Regions from separate parts of the Mus musculus genome. Here region 2 is linked to region 1. A link is a contact called in public HiChIP or PLAC-seq data. All regions are on one chromosome and are shown on one strand. Each heading gives the region's core, a stretch centred on a gene start, on an enhancer-like site or on the middle of the called end of the contact. The rest is flanking DNA. Distances are from core to core; before and after follow the strand shown.

Region 1 (2,770 bases), core at 171-2,670:
CTACAGTCAACTCAGAGTGCTGTGGGCTGATGCTCTTAGGTGGTAGCAGCCGTAGGTCTGGGCCTTCAGCCAGATGGGGAAATGGCAAGCCCTGTTCGTGCAGTGTCTCCCCAGCAGAGCAGCCCCCAGGTCCCCAGGGCAGATACCACAGCATCCCGACAGCTTACTCAGAGCTCACTCTGTACTGTGACCTCTGCTAGCTTCCATCCATCCCCTGGAGCCACAGACTTGCTTGGTGGACAGTAGACATTGATACCACTCAGTGACAAAAGCCACAAAGTTTTTGTCACATTTGATCTACCGCTGTCGTCGTAACTCCTATTAAGGTGGGAACAAAGTGAAAACCGAATTGTTTTTGCTGTTTTGAACCTTTTATGCCCTGATTTCCCAAGCACCTTCAAGGACAAGTGGCAGTCAACAATGGGGGTGGAAAATGTTCATTAGCTAGTCTTATTGAAAGGCTGGCAAGCGGGGCTGAAGAGATGGCTCAGCAGTTAAAGGCACTGACTACTCTTCCAGCAACCATATGGTGGCGCACAGCCATCTGTAATGGGATCTGATGCCCTCTTCTGTTGTTTCTGAAGATAGCTACAGTATGCTTATAAACATAAAACAAGTAAATAGTTTTAAAAAAGAAAAAAGAAAGGCTATCAAGCCTCAGGCATGGTACATCCAGGATCTTCAGGGATGTCATTGGAATGTCCCCATTGCCTGTTCTACTCTTTGTTTTTCCTGCAGTTTGACAGTCCCCAGCAGGCTAGCTCCCTGTGCTGACCGGATGATTATGGTCAAGCTCTGTACTTAAAGTCCATGATACAAAGAGAGGGGGGAACCCCTGCCCCGACCCAAAATCCACACCAGAAACAACTGGTTGACCAGCCTGGGTCACAGGGACAGGAGCAGGAAGGACAGGAAGTGAGCTACTTGATTGACATCCACTCTTACCAAAGCCACCCGGAAGGAGCAGATGACATTCCCTTAAGGAGGGCATAGAGACCAGGGACAGCACCAGAGAGAACGAAAACCACGGCAGGACACTGTACCTGAAGGTTTGTTTACATCCAGTGCAGAGCCCAGCACACAGTAGGTGCCCAGTAGATCTCTGTGGCACAAAAAGATAATCAATTCTGTGCTGCTGAGTGTGGAGGCCCAGGGTGGCTCGCTGTGGATGAGGCTGGGTAAAATGCTGAAGATACAGAACAAAAGAAACAGAGTCTCCTGGAAGAGCTGTAACAGACATTCACAAGGACCCAGAGGTCCTTGGCAACGCCCGTGGGCTTCCTCGTGCCCGTGACACCATCTGTTTCCCCAGGCACACAGCTAGAATTCAGTTTTTCCCGTCTTTCCATCACTCTGAGAGGTTCAGGGTACCTGTTCCAGCTTTGGAGAAACAGAGACGTCTTGGTTCCCGTGTTTTCCTAGTGAGGAGGTACATTGGCTCCACCCGTGGGGAACTCCACCCACAGCTCCCCACCCCCCCACCCACCCGAGTGTTCACAAGCATTCAGTGTTCTGTTTCCTGATTCAACTCTGTTCGCTGAGTACATTTTCCCTGAGGCGGACAGAGGGAAACAGGGACTCCCAGAAGAAGAGAAAGAGAGAAATGACCTCTTCAGAATACATAAAAACTATTAAACTAATAATGTCCTCTTGATGGTCAGAGTGCATTCCCATGTATCCCAATCCATTTACCTGTGCTGGGTCTCCAACACCCTGAACATGGGCCTTGTAAGGGAGTGTGCAGAATGTCCTCTGACATTCCCAGGGGGCTGTGGTTTACCACATGAAAGTATTTTTTTTTCTGGGTAAAAAAAAGAGATTCTATTCCTGGGAGACTCCATTATAAGCATCTAGGTACGGATATGTGGTTCTAGCCCAACTCTCTTCTCTCCAGGCCCTCTGCCTGCCCTCTCCCCCTCACCTGCCTTTCCCTTAGTGACACCCAGTTCCTCCTAGATTGTAGAAACAGGCCCAGCTTGCCACCCACACCCATACCAAGCCTCCCTCTTGTCCCCACACAGGACGAGATCATTCTGCTCTTGGGGAGAGAGGTTAATCGGCTCTCTGACTTTGAAATGGAGTCCAAATATAAAGACGCTCTGATCATGAACCTGCAGGCTGAGGTGGCCGACCTGAGCCAAAGGTTGTCAGAGACAGCCGCTGTCGCCGCAGCCAGGCAGAGTAACAGGTGTGACCCGAAGCTCCAGGGCGTGGATGAAGGCGACGATCTCAGGCAGAAGGAGATTGAGAGCATGAAAAGCCAGGTAGGACTCTGGGACAAGCCCGTCAAAGCGTAGAAACACCACAGTCAGAGTGGAGCCCGAGCACAGATAGGAAGAGGGCATCTGGGACGTCACAGAGCATACGGACAGAAGGCCATCACAGGCCCTGTTTCCCAGTGCGGCATGTGTTGGGCCTTGGAGAATGTTCTTTAGATCTGTCACAGTCTTCTGACACCTCCCCCCCCACCCCGAGAGACTGTGGTGGTCCCTGGCTTCACCATGGGCAGTGTCATCAAATGTGTTCCCCACTTGGTCTCCATTTACCAGAAAGCTTCTATTCTCTGGAAACTAGATCCAAATTCCTGTTTTATAAAGATAGCAATTGGGCCGAGGAGATGGCTCAGCTCCTAAAGTACTTGCTCTGCAAGTGCAGGAACCTGAGTTCCATCCCTCCCTATGAAAACACAAGGCATGCAAAGTGGGTGGGGACTCACAAGGCCCCACCCCTGGATGAAGAGCCACAGGCAATCAGTGGCTGCTGTGGGCGG
Region 2 (2,770 bases), core at 109-2,608, 100 kb before region 1:
GAAACACATTAAGGCAGAAGGTTGGACAGTGTGCGATGCGACTCTTTTAGTTTTCCTCTCAGCTCAGCTTTGGCTGTTAAGTCCTTGGTCTCTCCCCGCTTGGAAGAGACAGACCTGCCCAGCTAGATTAGATGCGGTGTAGGGGCAGGTCTAGAGCTGAATCCCGGCATGGAAAAGTACCAGTATTCCTTGCTTCCACCTCTGGGACTCTCTGAATGACCTGCCTCGAGTCTGTCAGGGTGAAATGCAAACTATAGGCCCGGGCTGTGCCGGGTGGAGAGGTTGAGGGAGAATGTTCAGGAGGCGAGGCGGGGCGGGGCGGGGGTGGGGTCACCCAGGCCGGGTTCAGAGTAAGGACGTGAAATGTTAGCAGTTACTCTTGCGCTCCGAACCTGTTTCCAAAAATGCCCTTTTCACTTCCCAAATCACAAGCCATTTCCCAATTAATCCCTTTCTATCAGTGCAAATAAGAAGTAGCAGTGTATAGAGTGTGATTGGACTCCGGAAGTATACAGCTCGGGAAGTATGTACCCAGGAATTCCAAGTGAACTTGGCTGCAGCCAAGCTGTGCGGTTTATCCAGAAAGCGGACTTTCAATCTCTCTCTCTCTCTCTCTCTCTCTCTCTCTCTCTCTCTCTCTCTCTCACACACACACACACACACACACACACACACACACACCAGTAGGAGGCGCCTTTTAACCCCAGCCGAATCCTCTGACACCCGGCTGCCCAGGGACTTCTCAAGCCTTGAACTTCAAAGAGCTGGCTGCGCACCCACGAAGCCACCCAGGTCGAGATTCAGAGCTGGCAGGGCACATAGATCTGTGCCTGGAGTCGTGGGGTTCCCAGGCAAACTTCCAGCCAGGTGAGGCGCCACTCAGTTCAGATCACCCTCCCCGGCTCCAGGCGGAGGGAGAAGCCAGCCTGTGATTCGCTGGAAAGTTTTCTGCCAAGCTGGGAACGCGCCCCTTACGGGAACACTCCCGAGCTAGACTAGGGCTCGAAGTGGCGATCCGGAGGGCGTCCGGGACACCAGAGAGTGGGAAGCTGACCGAAAGCGTGAGCTGAGAGGCTGGGAAAACTTCCCTTCCTTCCTCCTTCCCTCCTCCGCCCATCATTGGGCTTGGCTGCCTGGAGCCGCAGGAGCGGCGGCCTGCGCGCACAAGAAGGTGAGTTTACAGCCAGGTGAGGTCGCCGAACAGGGACTCCCAGCTCCCATTATCCCTCAAGTGCCCCAGTAGACAGCCATTCCCCAGCCTCAGAGTAGGAGGTCCGGGACCCTGCACTGCGTTGCAGGGCCAGGCCCTCCAGCCTGCTCCGCCCCAGGGTCCGGGTCCCCGCCTGGTGGCGTAGGGCGCAGGGTGGGCAGGTGGGCGGTGCCTCCTGCGGGCGCCCTCGGTCCCTCCCTCCTGCTCTCGCTGCTTTGGGCCGCGCTGGCTGATCGCCACAGAGGTCCCCGGGCTGCGCGCCCTCTCCACGCTGTGCTCCCCGGCTCCGGCTCCGCGGCCCGCGATTGCCTGGGGTGGGGGTGTCGCGAAACCCCCAGCCCCGGGCCTGCGGACAGAGACCAAGCGTGGCCCTTTGCCTTCGGGGTGAGTCTGCGTCCTCGCGCCGAAAAGAGCACGGTAGGGCCCGGGTTGGGTATCCGTGCGTCCGGGAGCATCATGTCGGACATGTTCCTCAGGGGACTCCACTCCGCCCCCCCCCCCCCCCCGCACCCTCTGTAGCCGCACCCGGCTGATGTGGAGTTCTCCCGCCTCCCCGCGTCGCTCTGGCTTTGGCCTCGAGGGCCCCCTGTTGGCGGGGACAGGTTCCATCCGCTTGTGCCTGGACAGAGCACCTGGGCACTTTTGAGAGGAAAGAACTTGGATAGGGCACTGAGCCGGCCGTGGGAGCCTCTGTCCTAGTAATGTAGGGGTGGACATTGTGTATTCTTACTTCCTTCTGACTGTTACCGGATTAAGAAGCAATCGAGGGGTGGAGAGCCAGCGGTCCTCCAGGGTCCTTAGTTTCTTCGCCTGTAAAATAGGAGTGACTATAGGAGCCCGAGGAGCCCTAGGCTGAGGCTAAGTATTCGCAGACCAATGACTGTAAATTAAGTTACAGGGTGCAGGGGAGAACAAAATACCGACGACATAGTAAGTTTGCTTGTAATTGATATGAATGTTGTGGGTGCATTTGAGGAGGGAACGCCAAGTTTGATTTGGCCACTTTGAGAATTTTTTTCTCACGCACAAGGTAGGAGCAGGAGACCTGTCAGTGGGGGACCCTGCAAGGTGGTGGGTTTCTCCTCTGATGATATATGTGACCCTGAGCCAGGTCCTTGGCCAATATGGAAACTTAGAGATGAAGTCAGGAGTGGAGTGAAGGGGCAGGACCTAGGCGAGTTAAGCAGGCTTGGGGGGGGGGGGTAGGGATCCCCACCTGTCCACTTCAGGGCTTCCTCTAGTTCCTCTAGCTTTTGTTTTGAAAGCAAACTTGAAGGTTGGCTTCTTAAGAGAAGGGTCAAGAGCTTTCCCACTGAGACCTGTCATTCAAAGGTCCTTGGGGGGAGTTACTCCTTTCCAAATATCTCCCTCAGAACCAGATCAAAGGTTCCCCCAACCCAGACAGAAAGAAAAGGGTGAGCAGAGAAAAAGAGACTGGTGGCCATTCTGTTGGTCATTGGGCATCACCCAAAGCCAGCCCTGTCTAATTGGGAAATCAAGGAAGTCAGCGGTAGATATGACAAGGGCTGTGTGATGATGGTGAGCCAAGTCACCTCACCC

The links. HiChIP or PLAC-seq counts read pairs in DNA pulled down with a chosen protein or histone mark.
Region 2: an H3K27ac HiChIP or PLAC-seq map of embryonic stem cells shows a contact between it and region 1, with 9 read pairs. The contact joins the promoter of Tmem51os1 here to the promoter of Fhad1os1 in region 1. A contact is called at or near these places in 11 of 39 promoter capture datasets (the 3T3-L1 cell line, the C10 cell line, embryonic stem cells and 4 more), 2 of 15 datasets of contacts at CTCF or cohesin (embryonic stem cells and liver), 34 of 484 Hi-C or Micro-C datasets (the HL-1 cell line, bone marrow-derived macrophages, centroblasts and 16 more), 26 of 115 datasets of contacts at active chromatin or transcription factors (astrocytes, bone marrow-derived macrophages, craniofacial prominence and 16 more) and 4 of 9 other capture datasets (adipose tissue, embryonic stem cells, liver and 1 more).

What each region holds. Positions count from the first base shown.
Region 1 is chr4:141,981,642-141,984,411 of GRCm38.p6, reverse strand. Fhad1os1 (forkhead-associated (FHA) phosphopeptide binding domain 1, opposite strand 1) reads right to left here and starts at 1,420. Exons shown (of 4, transcript NR_040672.1): 1 at 1,372-1,420; 2 at 1,044-1,186. It overlaps Fhad1 (forkhead-associated (FHA) phosphopeptide binding domain 1), which reads left to right. Exons shown (of 32, transcript NM_177868.4): 5 at 2,022-2,264.
Region 2 is chr4:142,082,886-142,085,655 of GRCm38.p6, reverse strand. It overlaps Tmem51os1 (Tmem51 opposite strand 1), which reads right to left and starts at 1,358. Exons shown (of 5, transcript NR_027137.1): 1 at 682-1,358. Tmem51 (transmembrane protein 51) reads left to right here and starts at 1,352. Exons shown (of 3, transcript NM_145402.3): 1 at 1,352-1,594.